2 separate regions of the Mus musculus genome follow, and region 1 is linked to region 2. The links are chromatin contacts, called in public targeted proximity ligation maps. All regions are on one chromosome and are shown on one strand. The core of a region is the stretch at or near the end of the contact, and the rest is flanking DNA. Distances in the headings are between cores, read along the strand shown.

What was found.
Region 1: a contact with region 2 is called in a targeted proximity ligation map of bone marrow-derived macrophages, with 4 times the contacts expected there. A contact is called at or near these places in 2 of 130 datasets of targeted methods (bone marrow-derived macrophages and pancreatic cancer cells).

What each region holds. Positions count from the first base shown.
Region 1 is chr19:11,045,716-11,052,654 of GRCm38.p6, reverse strand. AW112010 (expressed sequence AW112010) reads left to right here and starts at 2,089. Exons shown (of 3, transcript NR_102366.1): 1 at 2,089-2,267; 2 at 4,263-4,376; 3 at 4,562-5,043.
Region 2 is chr19:10,452,924-10,459,977 of GRCm38.p6, reverse strand. Lrrc10b (leucine rich repeat containing 10B) reads left to right here and starts at 2,531. Exons shown (of 1, transcript NM_001111140.2): 1 at 2,531-4,607. The coding sequence starts at 2,663. The coding sequence ends at 3,541. It also overlaps a transcript of Syt7 not described here.

The sequences.
Region 1 (6,939 bases), core at 840-3,339, 590 kb before region 2:
TATCCCTGCTTCCAGCTGAGACCCCTGATCCTGTGTAGAGGCTAGACCCCAGCAGGTTATGAGTCACCATGTGGGTGCTAGGAATTGAACCCAGGTAGTCTGGAAGAGGAGCCAAACCCTTTATCCACTGAGCCATCTCTCCAGCCTCCAGATCAATTTTTTTTAAGTCCAGTTCATGACTATTCACATTTTCAATAAATCAAGCACAGAAATACCCACATTTACTTACATAGGAGAGTAACAATTATAGAGAACAGGGTCATGAACCTGAGAGGGAGTGTGGGGAACTTCAAAGGAATTGGAGGGCACAAGGTAGAAATGATATAAATATAGTATTCATGTATGAAAAATAAAATAAATTTAAAACAGAATACAATGCTCTTCAGTGACGCTTGCAATAATGTCTTTTAATCAAAGTACTTCCAAAATTTTTCTTTTAAATAAAAGAGAGGGGAGGGGAGATCACAGTGTATAGATATGCATACTTTTCTCTTGTTCTGTCTTTTTTTACACTGGCTTCACTTGTGAACCTAGTGTTGGGGGAGGCAAAAATATTTCGCCTCCCCACCCTCACAACTGCTAAAAACTAATTCTCTTCTTACTAAATTTTTATTTTGGAAAATAGGGTTTTTTTTTTTCACTAAAGATGCTTATTTCTGCTGACATGAAATGTATAGCTTTAGCCTAACAACTAACAAATACATCTTAGTCATCTCTGCTTTCATTTATTCAGTGGTAAATATCAAAAAACGGAATCCTTATAAGCTCTTTCAGAGTCTTTAGTTGATTTCCTCCAAGTGCAAAGATGTCCCGAGTTCCTTGAGTTAGAATACACTCACCCTCTCAGAGCCCTAGGACACAGAGAATGGGTCTCCATTCTGGAGCCTCACAACCCAGTCTAAAAGCCCTTCACTCCTCCTCCTCAGAGGCAAGGGACCAAGATCAATGTTGAGTGACAGCTCTCTTGACCTGCCAGTCAACTTGATAACCTCCACCTATCTTCATTGTTGTGTTTTGTTTTGTTTTTTATTGCTCTGAAGAGACATATGACCAAGGCCACTGATTTTAATTAATTAACTTATTTATTAATTAATTAATTTGGAGGCCCACAGTTTCAGAGAGTTACAGTCTGCAATCATCATAATGGGAAGCAGGGCATCAAGCAGGCCGGCATGGCACTGGAGCGGTAGTTAAGAGTGTACTTCCTGCGGAGGAAGAAGAGAGGGGATCGGGGGAAGGGAGAGAGGGAATAAGAGAGAGAATGTGCACAGTGGGACACACCTCCTCCAGCAAAGCTACACCCCCTAATTCTTCCCAAACAGTTCCCAACCAGGAACCAAGCTTTTAATTTATGAGGTGGGGGGGTCTCACTCAAAGGACCACACCCTATGGAGAGCGGGGCCTTCTGTCTCTGCTGGGGATTGCCTCCTCTTCCTTATATTTCCATGTCACCTCTATTACTCCCAATCTGACCAGTCAGCTGGCTGTGCCAGCAGTGACTGCTTCCCTGTCACTACACAAGATCTTTCACAGACACTCTATGGGCTTTTTAGCAACGATAACAAGGTGGCACCAACAGGAGAGCTCATTAAACCTATTGTCCCTTGGTTCTGGAGGCAGGAAGTCTGAGTTCAGGGTGTCAGCAAGGCTCCATCCTTCAGGAGGACTGGGAGGAGAGTCTCCTCCAGGCTTCTCCTAGCCTCTGGCTTCTGGCAGTATAATAGTGAACTCTCCTTGTATTCACATCTGCTAATTCTTTAACCTACAACCCACGATGAAAATGCAAACACAGGAGATACACGCTTGAGTGTAATCCTGTGTCCTGCCTGAAACCACATCCTAGAGAGCCCTGAAGAATATCCACTGACCCATGTACTTGTGTTACTCTTACCAAAAAAAAAAAAAAAAAAAAATCAGCATTTGCTTTAAATCATTGAAATATCATATTATGTCTGCTTATTTCCATAGCCAAGGATGAAGCAGTTGTCTCAGGCAACACTGTACTGTGTTCCAAGCAAGGAATTTCCCAAGTGGGAAAAGGCTCTTGGGCTGTGTTTGCAGATCTTCCTGTTTGTTTGTGGGATAGGCCAACTAATTGTGTAAACTTCTCTCAGACTCGGGGTTTTTCAGTCCACTCCTGTTTAGCAAATAGTGCCCCAAAGCAATTCAAAGGGAAAGTGAAACTGACATTCTCAAACTTTATATAAAAAACCAAAGAGAAGATCAGCAGGAGTCTAGCAGACAACCTGAGCTGCAAGATGTCTCCCGTAAGTACCTCTTGATCTGTAAGGGGAAATCTATAGTGGGTAAGAAGGCCCATGGAAGGCCTCATCCCAGCTTACTGGAGAGAATGAGTGTCACCTTCTGTCTTTGAAAGCTTGCATTTAGTTTGTTATTATTTCTAAGTCTGTTTTTCCAGGAAGATATAGTTCTTGTGGGGTGGGTATCTCCTGTCTGACACCACAGAACTCAATTCTAAGCCTGGGATGTAGAGAGGAGACAGCACTAGGTAGGCATATGAAGGGCCAGCCAGGCGCTGCGGGAAATACACACACACACACACACACACACACACACACACACACACGCACACGGAAATATCTGGAAAGGACAAAGCAAAGGACTTAAGCGTAAGTTTCTCCTGGGTCCTCCTGTGTAAGTTCTTTCTGATTTTCTCCTCAGTTGTGGATCACTTCACTGACTTTTTCTCAACGTGCAGAGGCCTTAATTCCTTCCCCTTTTAAAATAGCTCTGTTCCAGCCCAGCAGACTTTTTAATGATCTAGCTTTCTCTAAAAGCTCAGAACAATGGCAGGAGTCTGTACCCTCTTCTGAAGATGAGGCACCCTGTATGTAGTTAGAATCTTCCTCTGCCCTAGAAAAAAACATTTGATACAGGCCCTGCTCTCTCCATGTTAGCTTTGCCTTCCCCCTCTAGCCTTTAACCATCTCACTTTTCTGACTGTTCTTGTCCATGACCTCACATCCTACTCTTACCCAGAGGAGCCTCTCTGTTTTGCTCCAGACTGCACCTAGAATTGTCAGGGTCAGAGTCCAGGCTCAAGCAATCCAGATTCATCTACCCAGTCCTTAATGGGCCAACTAAACAAATAAGAGTGGAAGGTAGAAAAAAATGAATTCATTGTGACTTCATTGAGAAGCAGAGCAAAGGGGTCCAGTGACTTGGCCCCACCTGGGCTTATCACTCAGTTTCTAACATGGAGTTTAAATAAAGAGCCAGAGGTATGCAAAGCGAAGAATTTCTTTTTTTTTTTTTTAATTTTTATTTTATTTTAATTAGGTATTTTCTTCATTTACACTTCCAATGCTATTCCAAAAGTCCCCCATACCCTCCCCCCCACACTCCCCTACCCACCCACTCCCTCTTCTTGGCCCTGGCGTTCCCCTGCACTGAGGCATATGAAGTTTGCAAGACCAATGGGCCTCTCTTTCTACTGATGGCCGACTAGGCCATCTTCTGATGCATATGCAGCTAGAGACATGAGCTCCGGGGGGGGGTACTGGTTAGTTCATATTGTTGTTCCACCTATAGGGTTGCAGACCTCTTTAGCTCCTTGGGTACTTTCTCTAGCTCCTCCATTGGGAGCCCTGTGATCCATCCAATAGCTGACTGTGAGCATCCACTTCTGTGTTTGCTAGGCCCCGGCATAGCCTCACAAGAGACAGCTACATCTGGGTCCTTTCAGCAAAATCTTGCTAGTGTGTACAATGGTGTCAACATTTGGAAGCTGATTATGGGATGGATCCCCGGGTATGGCAGTCTCTAGATGGTCCATCCTTTTGTCTCAGCTCCAAACTTTGTCTCTGTAACTCCTTCCATGGGTGTTTTTCCTAATCAAGTTGTGGTCTTACTCACCTTCACTGCCTCAGCTCCAGACCCTTCTGCAAAGTAGTCAGACTGTGGGCAGTCTCTTTCTGGAAGGTAACAGGCTCCCAGCCTTTTCCTTCTCCCAGTACAAAACACACCCTTAAGGCTTCCTGCCTCTCTCTGAGGAAATACCAAGGAGCTTACCTCAGCAATGGTTCTTCTTTCCTGAGGCACTGGCTGAAAGGGAGTAAAGTAACCATTCTTTTTCATCTACCCTGGAGACTCCCAAAGACTCAGAGAGACTTTTTACCCATGAACTTGAGAGAGAATGGGAGAATTACCAAAGCCATAAACATGGTCTATTGCAAAGCCACAGTTCAAACTCAGACATTTCAGGTCAGTATTCACGTCCTATTCATCTGATCTGCTTCCAGATCCCTCTGATATTTATCTTTGGTGGTGTGCTCATCATCTGCCTGATGCAACAATACCTGGCGTATAAGTCTTCTAAGAACGTCGTTAAAGTCTTCTGCCATCAAGCCAATGATGTGAGTGCTGGGGCTCTCTGGTGGGTGGAAATATGTTTGCTAAGAGGGTAGGTCTCTAGAAGGGACTTCCTGTTTTTGGCTTCCTGCCTAGAGTAAGGAGGAATCGCACAGTGTCTGAATCCTACAGGTTTGCACATCTTTTTTGCATCCTTATTACTAAGCCTTGCTGTCTCTATATTCCCTAGGTACATATATACCAGACCCAGGTCGTCATGACAAACACACTGGAAACCTCAAGTGGAAAAAGCCACCCACTGGGTCGTTCAGGAGAGATCCAGTCTTTAAAGAAGCAAAACTAGAGACCAAAATAAGTCCTCTTCCTTCTAGATGTGCATCATCTGCTTCTTCCTTCCCTAGAAGACTGAGGGAGCTATCTTTCACAGAGTGTATTCAGTGGTATACGTGGAGCTCAGAAGTAGACACTTGCCTTGCCTCTATTAGGACTTGATTGAACCCAAATACCACAAAATTCTTTCTCTCTGCTGAGAAAATGGAAATTTAAGATGGGAACCAAGCACTGTGTGGTCAACATCCATGAGCATGGTTTAATATACATACCATGTGCTTGTTTTTCTGCTTGTGAACTTGTGAGATAGAAAAACTCCCAAGTCATCCACTTTTACTTGTTATCATTCAGTCACATAATAAATTTCGATTGTGCACTTGATATGTGTGAGGCTCTACTCATAGAAGAGAAGTGGGGGATGGTGGGTGTTGTGATGCAGTCCTTGACTTACAGACACTTTTGGCTTCCACAGAGATACCATGTAGGCAATTTCCCCTTACACGCCACAGCATGAGGGAGAGAAAGAAGGGACACACTGATGCATGTGGCTTATTCTGTCTGGTGTTGGTACAAGTGAGGGATAGGGCAAATAAAGAGCCAGGCTGGTTAAGGGGGCAACATATCACTGTGTCATTTAAGGCTGCCAATAGGATCTTCCTTTTAATAAGGAGCCCAGCATTTGGAAGGGCTCTAGGGAGAGAAATGATCCAAGGGAACAGTTAAATGCTGTCCTTATAAAGTTTATGAGACAGCAGGACCACTGAAGCAGCACAGAAGATAAAGAACAAAAGTGTGAACTGCAGAACTATCTCCAGGAGAAGGGAGAGCAGTTTATGGGGGTTGTTTTGATTTGCTCCGTTTTGTTTTGTTTTGTTTTGTTTTGTTTTGTTTTGTTTTGTTTTGTTTTGTTTTGTTTTGTTTTGTTTTGTTTTGTGACAGGATTTCTCTGTGTAACAGCCCTGGCTGCCTTGGAACTTGCTTTGTAGACTCGGCTGACTTCGAACTCTGAGATCTGACGGCCTCTGCCTCCTGACTTAAAGGATGTTCTGCCATACTGGGCTTGAGAGTTTAGATTTTTATAGGATAGTTTAAGTTGGGTGGGAGCATGGTGGGAGAACATGAAGGGAAAGGGAAACTGCTGTAAACAAATGAACAAAAAGAACTTTCTTCAGCAGAAATTTTTATCTTGTCATGAAGAAAACAGGATGTAACTGCAGCCAGGGAAGCAGGCAGGTCTTCACCCCTCCCTCAGCTCCTTCCAAATCAATTCCCAGGTCTTATCTCTAGTTCTGTAGCAGACCACCTGCTGAAGGCTCCTTCCCCTACCTACCCCTTCTGAGTGGATCACACAGATCTTTCTCTAAATAAAGAAAATGGGCTACTTTTATACAGTGGAGTATTTTACTCAGCTGTTTTTTACAAGGACATGAAATTTGCAGGCAGATGGATGGAACTAGAAAAAAATAAATAATTTTTTTAAAAAAGATGTCCTGAGGAAGGTGATCCAGACCCAAAAAGACAAATATGGTATGTGTTGTAAGTATAAAAAGATAAAGAGATATAAGAATATGTCCTATGGGGGTGTGGTGAGGTATGGGGGAAGGAGGTGCCTTGTCGGGCCCATGCCAAGGTATCCCTTCCCCCGGAGGGACCAGCCACACAAGGGTACAGTATAGAATAGAGTTTATTCAGGGCATGGGGAGGGGAGTAAAGAGGGTAGTAGAGGCAGAGAAAGGCAGAGAGAGGGAGAGAGTAGAGAAGAAGAGGCCGGCCATGACCAAGTAAGGGGGCAAGAGGCAAGGGAGAGAGAGGGCAAGCAGCCCCTTTTATAGTGGGTCAGGCCTACCTGGCTGTTGCCAGGTAACTGTGGGGGTGGAGTCCAGACAGAATACCAACAGTATGCCTTCACTTATTAGTGACTATTAGCTGTTAATTAAATGATAATCAAGCTACAATTCACAGACCCAGAGAGGCTACGTAGCAAGGAGGGCTCTTTAGAGGTTGTGTGGACCTCCCTGGAAAGGGGAAATAGACTAGATTCTGCGGGTAGGCTGAGGGTGGTGAAGATGGGGATAGGAGGGATTGGGCTGGGGAAGAAGGATGAAGGGGAAAAATACAGGGAGAGAAGACAGGAACTGGAGAGCACTTGGCAGGGATGTGGGAACCTCATGTCGTGGAAACTATTGAAGACTCCTAGTAGTGGAGGACAGGAAACCTGAACTGTTCATCTTCTGTAACCAGGCCAGGCTTCCAGTAATGGGACTGTAATACCAACCC
Region 2 (7,054 bases), core at 1,282-3,781:
GGGTTGACTGTATTCCCTCCTCCACATCGAATGTCCCTTGGTAAAAGCGCTGAAGGGATATGGGGGTTGGGGGATATTCATGCCTGGCTGGGTTTGCCCTGGATTCCTAGTATCTGAATGCCCACCTCCTTCACGCGATCCTCCCATGTGAGAAGAGTGTTGGGCTGGGACTTAACAAGGTCTGAGTACTTGAGGACCTTGAACGCTGTCTAGCTGGGGCTGAGAATCCATCCATCTGGGAACTGATGTCTGGGTTTGACTTTTTCTGGCTTGACCCTTACCTTGGCTGGGGTCACCACATCATTTTGTTAGTTTCCCCAGGGTGGAGCTCCATGGCTGTTCTGTTATCATCTCACCCCAAGAAACCTCTTCCTTGAAGACCGCTGCTATTGTTCTGCTAACAAATATCTTTTAAAGATCAGAAAAGGAGAAGCCAGGAGTGAAAAAGAACCTGCTGGGTGGCGTCATCCCTAGGAAATTCAAGAGCAAGCAAAGTTGACCCCTGATAATAGAGGTCATGATCAAAGTGGCCTCTGGGAGAGGGAAGAGGTGTGAAGGGACTTCTGAGTCGTAGGAATGGAGCACGAGGGCTGGGGTATAGCTCAGTTATTACCGTGCTTGCCTAGCACGTGCTGGGTTTGATCACCAGCACCATACGATCAGGACATGGTGATGCACACCTGTAATTCCAGCACTAAGGAGGTGGGAAGACCAGAAATTTGGCCATCTATTGAGTTGGAGGAGAGTTTGAGTTATATGAAACTCTGTAACTAACAAACAAAGGTACAAAAAAAAAAAAAAGAAAGGGGAAAAAAAACCCAACTGTGACAGCAAAGGTACACACATTTGTCAAAAATACACACAATTGCACTGACATTCCCAGCCCTTCCTTCCTTCCTTTCTGTCTATTTATCACTATTTCCTGTTTTCAGATAGGTTCTTACTATGCTGCCAGTCTGGTTAACATAGCTGGGCTAATAGATGTGAACACTCTACGCCCCCCTTTTATTGCCCACTCCCCATTCTGAGACAAGGTCTTGCTCTATATCTCATTAGCCTTAAGCCACTCTATAGCTTAGGATGACTTTGAACTTGCAGAAATCCTCTTGTTTCTGCCGGGAAAGATCTGGAATTACAGGCAGGAGCCACACCCCTGGGCTTTTGCTGTGTTGTTTCTCCAGGCTGGCTGATCAGCTGGGATTATAGAGGTAAACCAATGTGTCCTCCTTCCACTGTCCTAATTTCAAACTTCCATGGCAGTATGGATGGATTGGAGGACACTAAGTTCTGACAGCTAGGTCCTAGAGAAGGTGGGAGTGGGGCAGGGAGGAGAAAGTGGTCTGTTGACTGAGCGCTCACGGTACAACCTCTTGTCCCTTGTATAACCCTCAAGCAGGTTTTTCTAATCTCAGGAGGCCGCTTTCCTCCTCATTTCTGTGGGATTAATAATTCCTTTCTTAGTTTTTGCATTGTGAGTCAGAGACTCTGTTGAGGAAAAACTCGCTGGAGGGGTGGGTGGAATGCTGTGTTTTCTTTTACTGGGAAGGTGTATGCTTAGGAGTTGGGTTCTTGAGTCACACTGCCTGGCTTCAAACGCCAGCTTTTCTGGTCAACCAAAGCTTAATGTCTTTGAGCCTTGCTCAATGCCTCTTTTTTAAAGTATGGGAAGTAGCTTTTGGCAAAGTGACAGACACGTGGAGCTCTGGCAGAGAGAAAAGGGAGGAGGCTAGTGAGAGCAGCCGAGTCATAGAACCAAGATGATTGTTGTCGGTGCCACTCAAAGGTAGGCGCTTGTCCCAGTCCTCTGCCCACCATGGCCACACATAGACCTTGGGTGTTCTCGGAGGGGCTTGGGTATGAGCGGGTGCTAGAGCACCAGCAATGGGCGGAATCCGGGGAGGGCGGAGCCAAGCATAGTCCCACAAATCCTCAGATCTAAAAAAGACCAGAACATAACATTGTTCCGAGTTACTATCCTGAAGTGACCCCAACTGGGAGACTGGCCGCACGCCGCTGGACGTCGGGGGTGGAGGGGTAAAGTAAGTGACTTCGCCTTCAGGTACTACTCCAGTATCCCTCCTCCCTTTTTTCAGTCCCAGGTTTCTTCCTTCTGGACCCATTTTCCCTGAAGCACACACAGCTACACCAACCAAATGGCCTGCTGCGGCAAGTTTAGACAGCGTCGGACGTCGGGGCTCAGCGCTAACTAGCCCTGTGCCGGGTTTGCGCTCAGCCGCCGCCTGGGCTCAGGCTGGCTCACGGATAGGCTAGCTATCCAGGGACCAGCTTCAGCTTCAGGACCCTTCTCACGGTCCTCCTTGGCCCCGCCCCACCCCGCCCTCCCTTTGCCTATTGGCAGCCGCACGCGCGTCGGGGGTTGCCAGGGCGACGGGTCGCTAAGCTGCAAGTCAGCTCGAACTCCAGCCAGTCGGCCTCCGGCGGAGGCAGCGGGGGAGGCCGAAGGGCGGGTGGCCGAACGCGGTGCGGGGCGGCGGGGCCCAGGCGGGCGCCTCCTCTCGGCTCGGCACGGCCCCCCTCCCGGCACACAGGCAGGCCGGGGCGGGGGGCCCCCGAGGCCGGAGCGGCCCGGGCCCCGTCGGGGCGGCCAGGGCGTGGCGATGCCGGGTGGTGGCAGCGGCGTCCCGGGCCGGGGCCCGTGACCATGGGCATCGCAGAGTCCACGCCGGACGAGCTGCCGTCGGACGCCGAGGAGCAGCTGCGCAGCGGCGAGCAGCAGCTGGAGCTGAGCGGGCGGCGGTTGCGGCGGCTGCCTAGCGCCGTGTGCGCATTGAGCCGCTTGCAGAAGCTGTATGTGAGCGGCACCGGGCTGCGCGAGCTTCCCGAGGAGATCGAGGAGCTGCGCGAGCTGCGCATCCTGGCGCTCGACTTCAACAAGCTGGAGCGCCTGCCCGACGGCCTGTGTCGCCTACCGCGCCTCACGCGCCTCTACCTGGGCGGCAACCGTCTGCTGGCGCTGCCACCCGACTTTGCGCAGCTGCAGAGCCTGCGCTGCCTCTGGATCGAAGGCAACTTCCTGCGGCGCTTTCCGCGGCCGTTGTTGCGCCTGGTGGCGCTGCAATCGCTGCAGATGGGCGACAACCGGCTGCGCGCGCTGCCCGCCGAGCTGCCGCGCATGACCGGCTTGCGTGGCCTCTGGCTCTACGGCAATCGCTTCGAAGAGTTCCCGCCCGCGCTGTTGCGCATGGGCCGGCTGCACATCCTAGACCTCGACCGCAACCGCCTGGGCGGCTTCCCCGACCTGCACCCGCTTCGTGCGCTCCGAGTTTTCTCCTACGACCACAACCCAGTCACTGGACCCCCGCGGGTGGCAGACACCGTTTTCCTAGTGGGCGAGGGAGCCGTCGAGCGCATGGCTGAGCGCGACGAACCCATTCCGCGGCAGCCAGCCCGGCGTCCAACCCGGGCCTTTGATGATGAGGAGGAAGAAGACCTACTCATAGGAGGCGCAGGACCCAGGGCTCTGGGGCCCACCAGGGACAGCCTCCGAGCCTTGGAAGCTCCTCCAGGATTGGGCACCTGAGCCTCTTCCCTGAGTGATGGGTTGGCTACTCTGGAAGAAGGGACTCTGCGAGGTTGTGGTTGTTTGGATATACGGTGTTGCTGGGCCTCTTACTTGGGGCAGTGAAGGAGCATCATTGAATGAGCTGCCCGGCACAGGCAGGCCTGAGGCCATCTTCAGACAGTACTAGGCAGTAAGAAAGAGTCCCTGGGCTGACCTCTGGGCAGTTTTCAGACCAAGAAGTCTGGGATAGAGCCACTGATGGCACGACAGATGAACCGGTTCTCACCTGGAACCAGGGCCATCACTTATCCGTAGAATCATCCCTACTCTGACTCTGGATGTCAGGGCATCTATAACTTTCACTTGGGGTTTGGATCGCCTAGGCCTACCCTAGGAGACTGTATGGGGCAAACTCTCCATGTGTGTGTGTGTGTGTGTGTGTGTGTGTGTGTGTGTGTGTGTGTGTGTGTGTGTTGGGGGTGGGGCCGGGGGAGTTCTGGCCAGAGGCAGGGCATAGGGACTATGTCCAAGACAGAAGTAGACATAGACTGGGGCCCCAGTTCTCCACCCTGATAGCTGTATGTATGGTACACAGAAGAGAAAGGTCTCCACCCATCTTTCCTCCGGATCTTTTCTCTCAGCCTGTGCTGCACTATTGCCGGGCAAAGAGAGATCTTTCCTCTCCTGCAGCCTGTGCCCTCAGTTATCAAGTGTGAGAAGATGCCACTGTGCCTCTAGGGCCTCCTGCCCCAAGAGAGAGGGGCTCTGCACTCTAGGAGGTTGCTCAGGGCCTCTGTACTGCCTGCACTCTCCATTTCCTTACATGGGCACAGCCAGGGTGGCTGGCACGGCATGGGGCACTGGACAGGCACCATGTGCCTCTACTCCGTCACCAGGGACAGCCTCTGAAGGGCTGAGGAGACAAGCTCTGCTATTCCCAGGGCCAGATCCAAGCAATAATAGGAGGTGAGGGCCAGAGGACACTCAGGGACACTGTCAGGGGCTGGAGCCCCAGAAGGTAGTGTTTTCTTTAGGAAGAAAAAAAAAACCTTGTAAACATAAATTTTATTTCTTGGAGAAAGAATGTGTGTTTCCCACATGTCTATTTATTTATAAGCCCGGGAGCACCAAGTTCCACCGCTGTGGGTGCACCTCCCCCACCCAAGTGCCCCAACTCTGTGTCAGGATGACCCTGGCCAGCTGTTGTGTCTGTCCTTCTTGTCTGGGGAACAAGTGCCTGTTGCAGAAGGAAATAGCATTACTCCCTGAAGCTGGTCACCTGGCATCTTCGGATGTCCTCATGTTCTGGCTCACCCTACCCTTGGTTGTGCTGTAGGGGTCATCTGCAGCTTGGTTCTTGGGATCTAATTCTTGGATCTCCCACCAGCTGGGCTGCCCTTCCTCTATTTGCTGGACAGTACTGGCCCCTCCCACTCTGTGACTATACTTGCCCTATTCTCCTTTGCCTTTCTCAGCCTCAGTTCCTTCAGTTTTGCCCCCCCCATCACCATGGCAACAAGAGCTGATGTCATATATGGAGCCAAAAGGTCAGGCTCAACCCAGTAGCTGGGCTAGTACATTGGGCTGGGCTCTGGGTAGGGAGGAGGCTGGATATAGATCTAGAGTGGGATAAGACTACACAGGCAGACAGAATGAAAGGTGGGGAGTAAGATTAACATGGGACCCAACCGTAGGCTTTGTTTTTGTTAAGGCTCCTTCTGGGGCTCTGGGGCTCTCAGGAACCTCCCTTACGTGGGGGTAAGGATTTGAGAGGTGAGGTTATCAGGTAGCTTGAGTGAGAGCTGCAGCCCACCAGGGACTGACCTCTGGCTCCAGAACTTGTCAGGTACAGGGGAAACCACCATGGACCAGGTCTGTCCTTGCTCCTGGTTCTGCTCCTGGTTCTGCAATTGGTTGAATGACCCTGATGAAGTCTTGGATAAATGGGCCTTAGTTTCTCCATCTGGAGTGGAGAAGTTGGATTTTTAAGTCTGATGCTCCAGCCCAAGACTCCACCCACTGTTTTATCCACCATTCTTTCCTGTGTAGCTACAGCTCAAGTTTCCTTTCTGATCTTTCTGCTCCCCTGTCCTGACTCACCCAAGGCCAGATGGTCTGAGCAATGCCCTACAGTGGACTCTCCTGCATCATCCCGAGGTGTTCATGTTCATCCCTCGCCCCCTTATTTTCTTCCTTCCTTCCTTCCTTCCTTCCTTCCTTCCTTCCTTCCTTCCTTCCTTCCTTCCTTTCTTTCTTCCTTGTTTGTTGTGTTGTGTTTTTCGAGACAGGGTTTCTCTGTGTAGCCCTGGCTGTCCTGGAACTCACTTTGTAGACCAGGATGGCCTCGAACCCAGAAATCTGCCTCCCTCTGCCTCCCGAGTGCTGGGATTAAAGGCATACGCCACCACGCCTGGCCTAATTTTCTTTATCCAACGTAGCACCCATGGCTATGGCTATTTGCCATCCAAGGAGGAGCTCCCGAGGCTGTCAGAAGCAGATCCAGTTTCTTCCGGAAAGTTAGTTTGGTTAGAGTTCATGCAGATGCCTGATACCCTGGTATAGATCTCTCTGAAGAAATGAGGGCACTTGGGAAAGGAGAGTCTATTGCCAGTTCCCCTGACCCAGCTCCCCTTGGTGGTGAAGATGTGAGGTATGAAGGATCCCATTATCGCCACCCTATAAGGTCTTGGCTAGGTCCCTGAAGAGAAGGAAGAGCTGTGTGACACTTGTAACCACAGCCTCATTTGTGCCCCAGTGTCAGGGGCAGTCAGAGGTGGGACACGTGTGAGTAGGACAGGAGAGCTTTAGGGACAGAGGCCGAAGGAGCTGGCATTCAGAGCAGGAGAAAAAGCCAAGGGAACATGGGTGGCGGGAAGAGGACATGGTAGGACAAGAAACAGGTTGAGGAGAGTCTGGGACCTGTCTATTGGCCTATTTGTGGACTCCTAACCCAGTGCTCAGTTTCTACTATGATGGCTGGCAAATTGGCAAGTAAGATGGATGAGAATTATAGTCTGTCTCCTCCCCTCTGATTCTCAAGTCTCTGGACTGAGTCCCAAGCCTCCAGACCAGCTGACCCTTTTTGATTGGCAGGCAGGGCATCCGAGTCTGGGATGTTAGCAGGATCCTTTCCTAGTTTTGTAATTGTCTACCCAAAGGGTTTGATAAAGGGAGAAATGGGATGAGTAGGAACAGGAGACCCTCCCCAGAAGCCCCTCCCCTCCTTCCGTGCTTTCTTAAACCTCTCCCAAAGCTCCTCAAGACATCAGGGCACTGATTCTGAAGATGGACATTTATTACCACAGCCAGGCGTGCCACACAGAACGTCTATTCAGACAGGGAACCCTGCCCAAGGGCTCACAATCTAAGAGACACCACACTCGCACATGTATACATTCACAGACACACAGACACACACAGGACCCAGAACATGGGAAGTGGATGACTTCATTAGAAACAGATGGGAGCAGCTCAGGATGGAGCGTCAAGCATGTTCGAATTATCCTTCAGCTGTCTTTCTCAGAGAAGGAG